Regions from separate parts of the Rattus norvegicus genome. Here region 2 is linked to region 1. The links are chromatin contacts, called in public Hi-C maps. All regions are on one chromosome and are shown on one strand. The core of a region is the stretch at or near the end of the contact, and the rest is flanking DNA. Distances in the headings are between cores, read along the strand shown.

Region 1 (5,730 bases), core at 2,033-4,532:
TAATTATTTCCTGAAATCTACTCCTCTTGTGTGTGTTTGTTTCTTTTTGTTCTAGCATGTTCAGATGTGCTGTTAAGCTGCTAGTGTATGTTCTTTCCAGTTTCTTTTTGCAGGCACTCAGAGCTATGAGTTTTCTCTTAGCACTGCTTTCATTGTGTCCCATAAGTTTGGGTATGTTGGGCCTTCATTTTCACTAAATTCTAAAAAGGCTTTCTTTTTTATTTCTTCCCTGACCAAGTTATCAATGAGTAAAGAGTTGTTCAGCTCCCATGTGTATGTGGGCTTTCTGTTGTTTTTGTTGTTATTGAAGACCAGCCTTAGTCCATAGTGATCTGATAGGATACATGGGACTTTCTCAATCTGTTTTAGAATGAAATGTTCTACAGATATCTGTTAAATCCATTTGGTTCATAACTTCTGTTAATTTCACTGTGTCTCTGTTTAATTTCTGTTTCTATGATCTGTCCATTAGTAAGAATGATGTAGAAAAAGCACATAGTAAACAGTTTCGCGTCATGATGATAATGGAGTGAATCTCAGAACCTGTAAGTCAGTTGTAATTAAATGTTATCTTTTATAAGAATTGTATTGGTGCTGGGATCTCTTTACAGTAGTGGAAACCCTAAGACAAAGTTATAGGATAGAAGAACAACAGTTTTAAGAACAGCACACCAATCATTAGTATTTTAGTCTGTTAATAAGAAAGATGAAGAACCAGAAATTAAAAACATAACAAATACATGTAAAACAACAAACTCAGTATATACCTACTGAGACACACAGTATGCAGATGCTGAAAACCTTCTTTAGCACTGACAAAAGAAATGACTTAAAATGACATATCCCGTTTTGGGCTAAAAGTCTGAGCACAGCTTTTCTCCATATCGGTATGTAGATTAAGTAAAACTTTATTCAAATTCCTAGCAAAATTAGTTTAGATATACACAAAATGTATTTTAAAATATTAATATGAATGGCACAGCCTTTAATCCCAACAGTCAATGGGCAGAGGTAGGCAGATCTCTGTTAGTTGGTCTATATATGAAATTTCAAGTCAGTGGAGGCTACGTAGTACAATGCTGTCCAATAAATAAGTGGATGAAATAAAATTTAAATAAATCAATTTTAAACAAACTCAATGCATTAAACATTTTCAGGTGTTTGAATCCTATTATAAAAATAAACATCTGAACAAATTTAATGCAGAAAAGAGGAGATGAGGGGGCTGACAAGATGGCCCATTGGTTATGAGCACTTATAGCTTTTGTTGAGAACCCAGGTTTGGTTCCAAGCACCCACATCAGCTCACTTACTGCCTCTTGTGGTTCCAGTTCTAGGGGATCTGATGCCTTCTGAGTCTTTTGGAAACCTGCACCTACAACTACGTGATATACATAAATGTGTGTAAGCACACCTACATACACATAACAAATAAATCAATCACTAAAGCAAAGAGTCAAGATTTGAGAAGTGAAGAGTGACAAGGGTAAAGACTGAGAATTCTGGCTTTTGTGGTCACATGCATCATCTATTAATCTCTAGCTGTGCGGTTATGAGATAATTACGTGTCTTTTCAAGCCTTTATGATTAAAAGGAGGCAATGAAAACGTAAAGGATCTGTTGTAATAGATATAAACAGTGAATGAACTCTGACATAAGACACACAATGCCTGGAAGTGATTAAAAAAAATAAGTGCTAGGGTTCATGAGATTTGGATTTTTTTTTTTCTTGATGCTCTCATTTTATAATAAACTCGTAACTCTATTACTGAGAATGCTTTGATTTGGACATCTTCTAGTTAAGAGGATTCTGCATGTGATTATTATTAAAATACAACCTCTATGATAAAGGTCATGCAATATTAGACATGAAGAAAACCACTGCCATTTAGCAGCGGTTTTATAGCTGTTGTGGAGGCACTCGTACTCACTTCTTAGTCTGCTCAACCACCGGGAACCACAGTGGAATTTACCTTATGTCACCTTTTCCCTCCCAGTTCCACCTTTACAAACCCCTCCTCCTTCCCTCCATTGTCCTCTCCCCTTCTCCTCAGAGAATGGGAGCCCCCTATCCCCTTGTCTACCACTTCATACTGGGACATCTAGTTCAAGCAAGACTGGGCACATCCTCTCCTATTAAGGCCAAACCAGGCAGTCCAGTTAGGGGGAGTGGATCAAAAGCAGGGAGTAGAGATGAGACAGTCCTGCTCCACTTCATATTCACATGAAGACCAGGCTGCACATTTGCTGCACATGTGTAGGGAACCTAGGTCCTGCCCATGCATGCTCCCTGGTGGCCCAGTGTCTCTGAACCCCTGTTATGTTAGTTGACCCGAGTTCTTGTGGTGTCCTTGATCCCTGTGGCTTGCTCAATTTTATCACCTGCACAGTACAATTCTTAAAGATTCGGAATTGAGTAGGAAAAATTCTGTTTTAGGAGCTTCACAGAGAGAAAGAGGCACAAAAATACCCAGTCACGTATTTTTGCTTTCTATGGGAATATGATAAAGGTATATTATCGATCAATGAGGGGTTAATTCCTCTTTGTATGCTTTAAATCATCTTATTGACTGAATCACTCACACCTTAAAGGACACCTTTCTCTTCTTTCTCCTCCTCTTCTTCTTGCTCTTCTCCTTCTCTTCCCCCCTCCTTCTTCTTCATTCCTCCTCATCTTCTTTTTTCTTTTCCTTTTCCTCCTCCTTTTGTTCCTATTTCTCCTCCTCTTCTTCTGGATATAGAAACTGTTGCATATAAGTCATGAAATGGTTTGTACAATGTTTGGTTGAACTTTGCAAATTACCAATGTTTCTGTTTTGATGTCTAAACTGATGAAATTACAGATACATAAATCTGTCTAAGCATAGGTGAAATTACAAATGAATAAAGTAGATATGAATATAATTATCAGAAAAAGAAACAGTCTGGATCATATGGTAAGTGACTGATAATCAAAACAGTTGATCATCTGGATTGCCTTGGGCATGAGCCCTAAATTTTTAGCAATACAGAGAAAGCAAGATGTGTTTTTAACAAGAGGGAAATAACTTCATTCTCTATAACCAAGTATTTTCAGCATTTAATTAGTGCTATTTTACATAAAAATACAAAAAAATTGTGTTTTCATTACTTATGTGAGTGATGAGTAAAAAGTATGTGTGTAATGGAAAAAAAAAGCCAGCAAACATATTGCTTTAATAGCATTAAAGGACTTTGTATCGCATTTATTGAAATAAATTATCTTATATTTAAATCCTTGGATAGTGCCTCAAAACTCACTTTTTAGTGTGTCTCTGGCTTTATTTGCCTAGACTCTTTATTACTGTTGTAGTCATAGCCGGGCTGGGATGTAGTTCAATTGGTACAGTGCTTGTATAGCATGCAGAAAGCCTTGGCTCCTGTCTCTGCCACTGTATTAAAACAGTCACAACAATGCCTTCCTGCTTGTGCTCCCCACTCTAAGGAAGATCAGAAGTTCAATGTCATTCTCAGCTAGAGAGGGAATTTGAGGTAAGAAGGGGCTGCATACGACCTGTCTTAAAAAAATCAACCAAAGCAAGCAAGCGAGCAAACAAACAAACAAACAAACAAACACAAATAACCAGGAAAGGAAGGCAGGATATTCCAGAACCATAATGAAGAAGACATCAGAGACAATCAAAGAATGAGAAACACTTGACTCCAGGTTATGTGAGTGCCAGCAGGCTCAGGGAACTGAAAAGAACATCCTGCCACAGCTGGCAACTTAGCAGGTGCTGCTGTATGGCTGCGTGGCTCTGCATTCTGGGAAAAATATTCACAAACCTGGAGACAGAATCCCTCGGAGAGCCTCCAGGAATTACTAGGGACCAGTCCATGCTTTGATTTGAGCCTGTGGGATCTGAAGAACTGTAGGGTTTCTAACTTAGAGAATTCCACCTAATATAGTTTGTTGCTTTTAACAGTTCAAGTGCAACAGTTTTTGAGACATCAAGAAGACAGTCACGTCTTCTCTCTTCTTACTTGCTATGCTTGTCCTACTGTGCTATCATCTACCTCTTTCCTTATCCATGTTCTTAGTTCTCCTCCCTTTCTGAAATCAGAGAAATAGAAGAAAAGGCTATTCTGTTCTTGCCTTTCACAAAGGACCCATTTCCTCCTATATTGCAATTCTAAGGTGTGGCTGGAAGGCTTTCAGTGGGTCACTGAGGACCAGAAGGGCTTTGGAAAACATGTTAGGAACCATGTCTGTGTATGGAACTGGGGTAACTCATGGGCCTTGTGTGGATGTGTCTTTCATGTCATGGTCAGAAATTTGATTTTGTTTTACCTGTATTTAGAATTTAAGAAGACAAGGCAAAGAATGTTTGAAAGCTACCTGAAGGTCAAGGGTAGTGATTCTAGGGTGAGAAACTGGTGGTTTGTGGCCAAGATGCTGAGAAGGACCTTATATGTGATACACAGAGGGTGTACCTCACAGAGAAGATTCTCTTGTACATGAAGCAGTCCAATTAGGCTTTCGAGGCTATCAGTGCTCATCTTTTATTGTGAGCTTGATATACAGAATGTCACTTCTTGTCGCAATATATGGTGCCACTCAAGTGAGGACACACTCCCTGTCATCCTGATGCAGACCTTCTGTAACTGGCTTCACATGTGTGCTTTCCTCAGCCTTCTAAACTGTGACTCTTATTCCCACGATGCTTCCAAGGTTCTAAAGCAAAAAGGCTCATTGCACACAGCTTCGCAGTGACAGTAGCTCTCTGCAGAGAACACTAAGAATCATGTTGTCCATGTTGCATTAAGTTTTTCCAACATGGGTTAAGGCTTTTCACCATTGCAGGGATCTTAGAACTTAAAAAAATTGAGACAGGTTTATCTGTTTCATAGCAGAAGGCATTCATTCCTCTTTGGGTTTGTCTTTATTTTCCTGTATACTTTATTCTGAGAACTTGAGGTCTGCAAAATGCTTTCAGTTATCCTGGAGTCTCAGAAGGATTGCATTACTAAATGAATGAGCAAACTAACATTTGGACACTAAACTACAGTGCCTTAGAGGGCTATGCTGAAGACCTATAAGATAGAGAGCCATACATCTTAGTAGAAAGCTTCAGCAAGCACTTAGAAGCTTGATTTTCATGTATATAGAAGAGAGTAATGCTTTCATATTGATTTTATCTGAACATAAGATCTTAAATAAGCTTGGGTATTTACTATAAATGTACAGAAATGTTAGAGTGTATTTATTGGAAAGATCAGAGAAAAGTGAATGGTTGAAAGGATTAGTGAGCACAGTTGTAATCAGGATGGGGGAATCCTTCAAAATAACCTTTAGACCTTTTGAGGCTACTTATCTGTGATTCTATGCAGAATGGGTTAGATAAATAGCTTAGACAAAATATTTTTTATAAATTAAATATACAATTGATATTTGACTTTCCTACCAGTTCAGTTTTAGTGAAAGTATAATATGTAATTAAAGGTTGCGGTGATTTTCCTGAAATTGCATCTGAATTTTAGTGTGGGGTATAAAGGAAAAATTATGAGCAGAACTCAATAGCAAGTGAAATGTATGAGTTTCCATTGTTTATTGTATCTAGGCTGAGCTTAAGGATTAGTGTTGTAATTGATTATAATCAAGAATTATTACCTCCAAATCAACTATCCAATATTGCAACCAGAATAAATTTTTAGATAAACGTAAGTAATTCAGGAAATATTTCTAGGAGCTTTTTAAACACTGCATCCCTA
Region 2 (5,759 bases), core at 2,165-4,664, 920 kb before region 1:
TCCTATCATTTTAAAGTTTGGCAGAAGTCTCTAAAGAAATCAAATGCAAATTAATTCGATTAGTCCAGTGCACGGCTCTCATTCGTTCATTCTTCATTCCATTATGCATTCAGGGACTCATCCAGTTATCCAATCTACACATACATATGTTGAGCTGCTTTTCTGTACCGGACAAAGAACAAAGAGGCCCTAGAGGCACAGTGGGGCACAAACCTCTCATACCATTTGTCTTCAGTATAGGAAAAAGCATAACCACACAGTCATGGACAACTTTCAATCGCCAAGTTCTGTGAGGCACTCGAGGCCACAAGGACGTTCTTCTTGGGGTATGATACCAACATGAACATGAGTTACCTAAAGGGGAGGGAAGAAACACTGTGATCGGAAGGGACACAAGTAAGGCCATGCAGCAAGGCAAGAAGGAAGCCAGGAAGGCAGGTTGGCAAAGGAGACACTGCTGACAGCAGTGCAGACCAACTCTGACGGATCTCTCATGACCATCGGACCTTGGTCTTCAGAACAAGAGCCCACGTGGATGCTGCTGCTGTATTGTGTGGAAGCCATACTGACACATGGTAAAGGAAATAGGCCACCAATCCCGCCTTAAGGGCTGCATGGTAGAGCACACCCCATTGATCCAGGTATTATAAACTTGGTGGTACTATAGGGCATCATCTAGAAGCAGTAATATAATCTCAATCGCAAACTCAGTAATATTCATCAGAGTTAAGATTGTCTTTTCAAGATCTAGGACTTCCCTAGAGTGTTTATTTTAAATCAGACCAAAAACCATTGTTCTTGAAGACAGGACACACACTATCTTAACAAGCAAATGGAACTAGTTACCTCATCCACGGCAAAACAAAATCCACTGAAATAGAAAAGATATGAACGAAAATGTTTACTTTATGGTCACATACGTCTTAGAAGCTGGCCTGTGGGTGCGGCTGTGCAAACGAATGTTTACCTTACTTGGGGGGTCTCAGTTGGTCTCCTGCATAAGGTGAAGCATTGGCCTAGTTTATGTTCTCCTAAGTCTGTGAATCTATGAATTTTCTCATAGAAAGCAGTATGTACATGTTGGTAATTTAATGTGAATGGACTGGATGCTGAAGAAGGCCTTGGAATACATTGAATGCAGATGTGTGAGTGGGAAGTAGAGTTTTGCATGTGAACTCCTTCTGGGTTCATATGTAATGAACGTCACATGTGCACAAGCTGCACTAGTGATAGTCCACCATACATAAGGTCTTAATACTCTTAGTTAGTCTTCAGAAATTCCTTGAGAGATATATTTTAAGAAGATTGACACAGACTCAAAAATCTGCTCCAAGTCCTATAGTTCAGTCATTCCAACTTTATTTTTTGAGACAGGGTCTCACTGAACTTGGAATTCACCAATGTCCTGACTGGCTGCCAGGGGACCACCAGGGTCCTCTGGTCCCAAGTCCCCAGTGCTGGGCTTGTGGAAATGCACCGCACATCTAGGTGTTTTCCTCTTCATTTTATGGTGTATGTCTATGTACCATGGATATCTAGTGGCTGGAATGTCAGAAGAGACCATCAAATCCCCTTGGACTGAAGTTATAGTCACTTGTAAGCCACTATGTGGGTGCTGGGAACTGAACCTGGGGCCTCTGGAAGACGAACCAGTGCTTTTATGACTTGATTCATCTCTGCAGCTCCACCCGTTTTTGTTTGTCTTTCTTTCCGGATGTGTGTGCTAAGGATATGAACTTAGATCATCAATGCTTGCGTAGCAAACGTTTTACTGACTGAGTCATCTCCCCAGCCTCTAGGAGTTGAAACTTAAAAAGTAAAAGACAGAAGCATTGAAGGAAACAGGGATAACTTCACTGGAATTATAAATATGGAATTCTAGTGGTCTGTTGAATCAGTACCAGGAGTTTTACTACGTTTTCACATGTTAAGAGTGATGAATGGACTTGACTGAAATAATTAAACACGAGTTTTCCCAGATGCAGCTGTGAAGGTGTGGTCTCCCTGAGCACTCGGGCAACTGTTATGGTGTCCTTCCTGTGGCACCAAGGACTTTCCCTCCAGAGCTATCTGTTTTAAAAGAACAATTAGACATGGAACTTTCACCACCGTCTCACTTCGTCTTACCTTGGCGACAATTTGTGAACTTCGTTTCTCCTTTTTTCTTATGTTCTGTGCATCTTGACAAGGGCCTTCTAGAGGACCTTGCTGTTCTGGGAAGTGGCTACATAGTTTATACTGAGGCATGTCTGTGGCTGTCCTTCTTGGATACCCTTAGTATCTGAGACTCACTGCAATGGTTGTGAAGTGACGTTGATCTATGTGAACCACGTGATTCACAGTTTTGGTGCCTACCTAGAGCTGTTCTTACAAGAGACGCCGTCAATACACACTTGGTGTTTCACGTCTCTTCCTTGGCACACTACATAGAATGTATGTACACATTGATTCAACAGTAGTTGAAGTGACTTCATAGCCCTCTTTTGATGGGTTCAGTCAGCTTCAAGACTCTCTATGGTAGCAGCAAAGGGTGTGAGGCATAGATAACACTTGCCTATGAACACAGTTATATCCTCATGGATGGTCAATAAACTACACTTGAGTTTTGACTCATTACCACACTTAGACATTTGTACTGCTCTCTGCCTATCATTCTGCCAGCAGAAATATGTAAAAAAGAACAAAAATAAAATAATGGTGGTTTGTGAGATAAAAACTGACTAGCTTCATTCTCATTAGGAGTGGCTTGTGGCTTGACAAAAGTGTCAGGAGAGCAAAATACAACCTGTGCTTTGCTCTTTAGACTGAAAACATATTTCTATTATCTTGCCAGGTTGCCCACCCCCCCATCCAACCAAAGCCTGTTTATAGCACCTGGCTGGGAAAGCCAGGATGAGCTTCCTTGCCAGCATCCTGGCTCAGTACAAAGTCTACACAATGGTAACTCATTCTCCTTCATCATATTGTTTTGGTTTTTAAAAAGTGTAAAGGTGTTTTCTAACAGGAGACAAAGGTTTAAAGATGCACTGAAAGATCTAGGAAGCAGTTCTGCAGCATGGTAAATAGTAATCAGTTCAATAGTTTATCTTCATGAAAGAAGGGGTTAAGTGAGGATACCCCATTGCTTCAGGAGTCTGTGAGCAATTTAATATGTATCACCACTCCCCCACAAGGGAAACATCGTGAACGGTAGTCATTATTGGTTAAATGTTTTTCCCCATCTGATAAAATGCCATTTCGTTTTCACTACATTGAAAACACAAAACGATTACAATTCAAAACCTACGTTAAGAACATGCAGAGTCACCCCAGTAAAGGTATCCAATCTTTTTCTTCCCTTAAACTGTGTAATGCCGAAGGCATTTACTACTGCTTCTGCCATCACCACAGACTCAAAGAATGGCAGCAGTGGCCAAAGAAAACATGGAAGGCTGAGAACTCAGGAACTAAGATGTCTCTGGGAATGAGGAGTTTTGATACATCATGTAAAACATCCGAACTGCAAACACTACAAAAACCATCCCCCACTCTAGGCTAAAGAACTCAGGCCAGTTTAATCCCTCCTAGTTATGAGACTTTACAATGGATGCGGGTCAGCACAGGCCAAATGAAGGCTTGCTTTATGAGAAAATGAACATAGAATGAATAAATATTCTGAATAGACCAGTATTCCCCTCAAAACACACAAACTCTCTCTCTCTCTCTCTCTCTCTCTCTCTCTCACACACACACACACACACACACACACCACACCTCTTTTTATAATAAATTTGTTTAACATCTTTTCTTAATTATTCAACATTCTGTCTGTCTGTTGTCGGTCACTTTACAAAAACTGGAAAATCCTGCACAGAAGGGATACCACTTACCGGAAAGGGAAAACTGGACACCTATCAAAAGAATTTCTTTGTAATATGGTATTATGGAGTTACTTCTTTTTCCCATCCTCTCACCTGCTTAGGAGAGATGGTAGTCTCATGCTAAACTTAGTGCAGACTTATTCTTATATTCAGTCATCCTTGGTGGGATGATATCATGGGGGTGTTCTAGGTGACTCTGAGTTCAAAAATAAAATAACACCAAAGCCATAGATGCTTAGAGACCAAAAGTATGGGCTGAAAAAATAATCAGAGCCACATGGTGTCACAGTCAACCTGATAGGTATGACACTAGACAGTTAATACCATTTTCTAGTTTCCAGGATGTCCATGGAGTACTGTGACTTCTATAATAGAGGTATGGGGCCTGAATGAGGAACAGATTTCTAGAACAGGACTTACTCCCTATCAGGACTTCAGTTGAGTTTCTTTCTTGTTCTTTGCCTTAAGGTAGTCCCCACTTCCAATAGTTACAGCCAACAAACTGATTCCCTAACCAACCCATTCTTTCCCTTTCCTTTGAGGGCATAGGAAAAAACCTTGTACCTAGAAAGCCATTTCCCACATGATCTGCCTTCATAGCAGATCGCCCAGGCACTTTTCAATATCTTCCATTGACTTTCAAAGATGTTTCCTTTCAAGGATCGTGAACTATAGTAATGGTTTAAATGCCATGTTTGCTGGGATGCCTTGCTGGAGCAGTGGGAACATTCACAATCTCAGGCATTGTTTAGACCTCAGGAGAATCACAAGAGCAAGTCTAACACTGCTTTTCAGGACAGTGAAGTTGCATAGTGTCAGTGGGCAGTTAAAACATGGAAACAAATGAAAACTCCATGTATCTTTTGATTACCAAGCTTATGAAGTCATTTAAGGAAAGCTAAAGTAGCCGGCTCTTTATGTCACTAGCTGTTACTTGTAAAATCGCATTCATCACAATAATAGTAGTAGTATATTGGCTTGAACTCAAGATGTTTTCCTTTTTATACTTATTAAGGCATTTTACAGTCAATCTGTAAAGTTTATATTTAGAAGTCCATATTCTTTTAAAATGACATTAAATCAACAGCGACTGATAAAGACTTAGACCAATGGGAACACAGAATTCTGAAATCATAATCCTTCAAGATGATGCCTCTTGGATAACTACTCTTGAATTGAGATAACATGTGATGGGCACTCTGAATAAGTCACATAGACAAGAAAGACACAAACAAAGGCTTCCTTCAGGTTATAAACCCTACCTACGTGTGAAATAGTGGGCACTATTCTAGGTAACACTTGGACTTTTACTAGATATTCTTTAAAATTGTCCATATCTCTTCAAATAAAATAGGAAAGGCCATATTTGCCAGTGATCTCAGAAAGAACAATACCCCTCCTTCACCGCTGCAAGAAAAATTTTCTTTAACCTCAGCATCTGCCTCATCATACATCTTCCCTTGTCAGTCACTGTAATAGCTAGGCTATCAGTTCCTACACACCACCCGAAGCTGGCAGACTACAGCTCAAGGATGAGCTGGTGTGAAATGCAAAGCTATGTTCTAGCTGTGCACACACATACCTTTTAAGCTTAGGGAAAACGCAAATTGCTCCTCTCTTCCTTCTGTTCTACTAAAATGCCTTAGAGTTAACTTGGAGCCCGTTACATAAAACTCACCAACAAATCAACTCCTAAAAGTTCTTTCCTTTCCCCTGAAACAATTTTTAAAAGACTTAAATTCTTTTTGGTTTTTGTAACAAACATGAAAACGATTGACCTAAAAAGTAGGTCACATAGCTTCACAAGGCAGAAACCACCCCCCACAGTACCATACACTTCATTTTCCAAAACCAAACTAGTGTGACTGTCCTCCATTGTGACTCCCCTTCCAGGCGAAT

The links. Hi-C and Micro-C count contacts between places; a contact is called where the count stands out from the background.
Region 2: a contact with region 1 is called in a Hi-C map of the A7r5 cell line, with 13 times the contacts expected there. The contact joins two enhancer-like sites. A contact is called at or near these places in 2 of 12 Hi-C or Micro-C datasets (the A7r5 cell line and Schwann cells).

What each region holds. Positions count from the first base shown.
Region 1 is chr1:27,733,808-27,739,537 of GRCr8, reverse strand. No RefSeq gene overlaps it. Among named protein-coding and RNA genes, the nearest start is that of Rnf217, 99 kb to the left of the region's middle. Within about 2 kb of position 3,282, at least 2 of the 93 cell types and tissues checked have an H3K27ac peak or open chromatin away from gene starts, as enhancers often do. A contact at or near this core is called in the A7r5 cell line, where this site is marked.
Region 2 is chr1:28,651,931-28,657,689 of GRCr8, reverse strand. No RefSeq gene overlaps it. Among named protein-coding and RNA genes, the nearest start is that of Trnae-cuc1, 11 kb to the left of the region's middle. Within about 2 kb of position 3,414, at least 4 of the 93 cell types and tissues checked have an H3K27ac peak or open chromatin away from gene starts, as enhancers often do. A contact at or near this core is called in the A7r5 cell line, where this site is marked.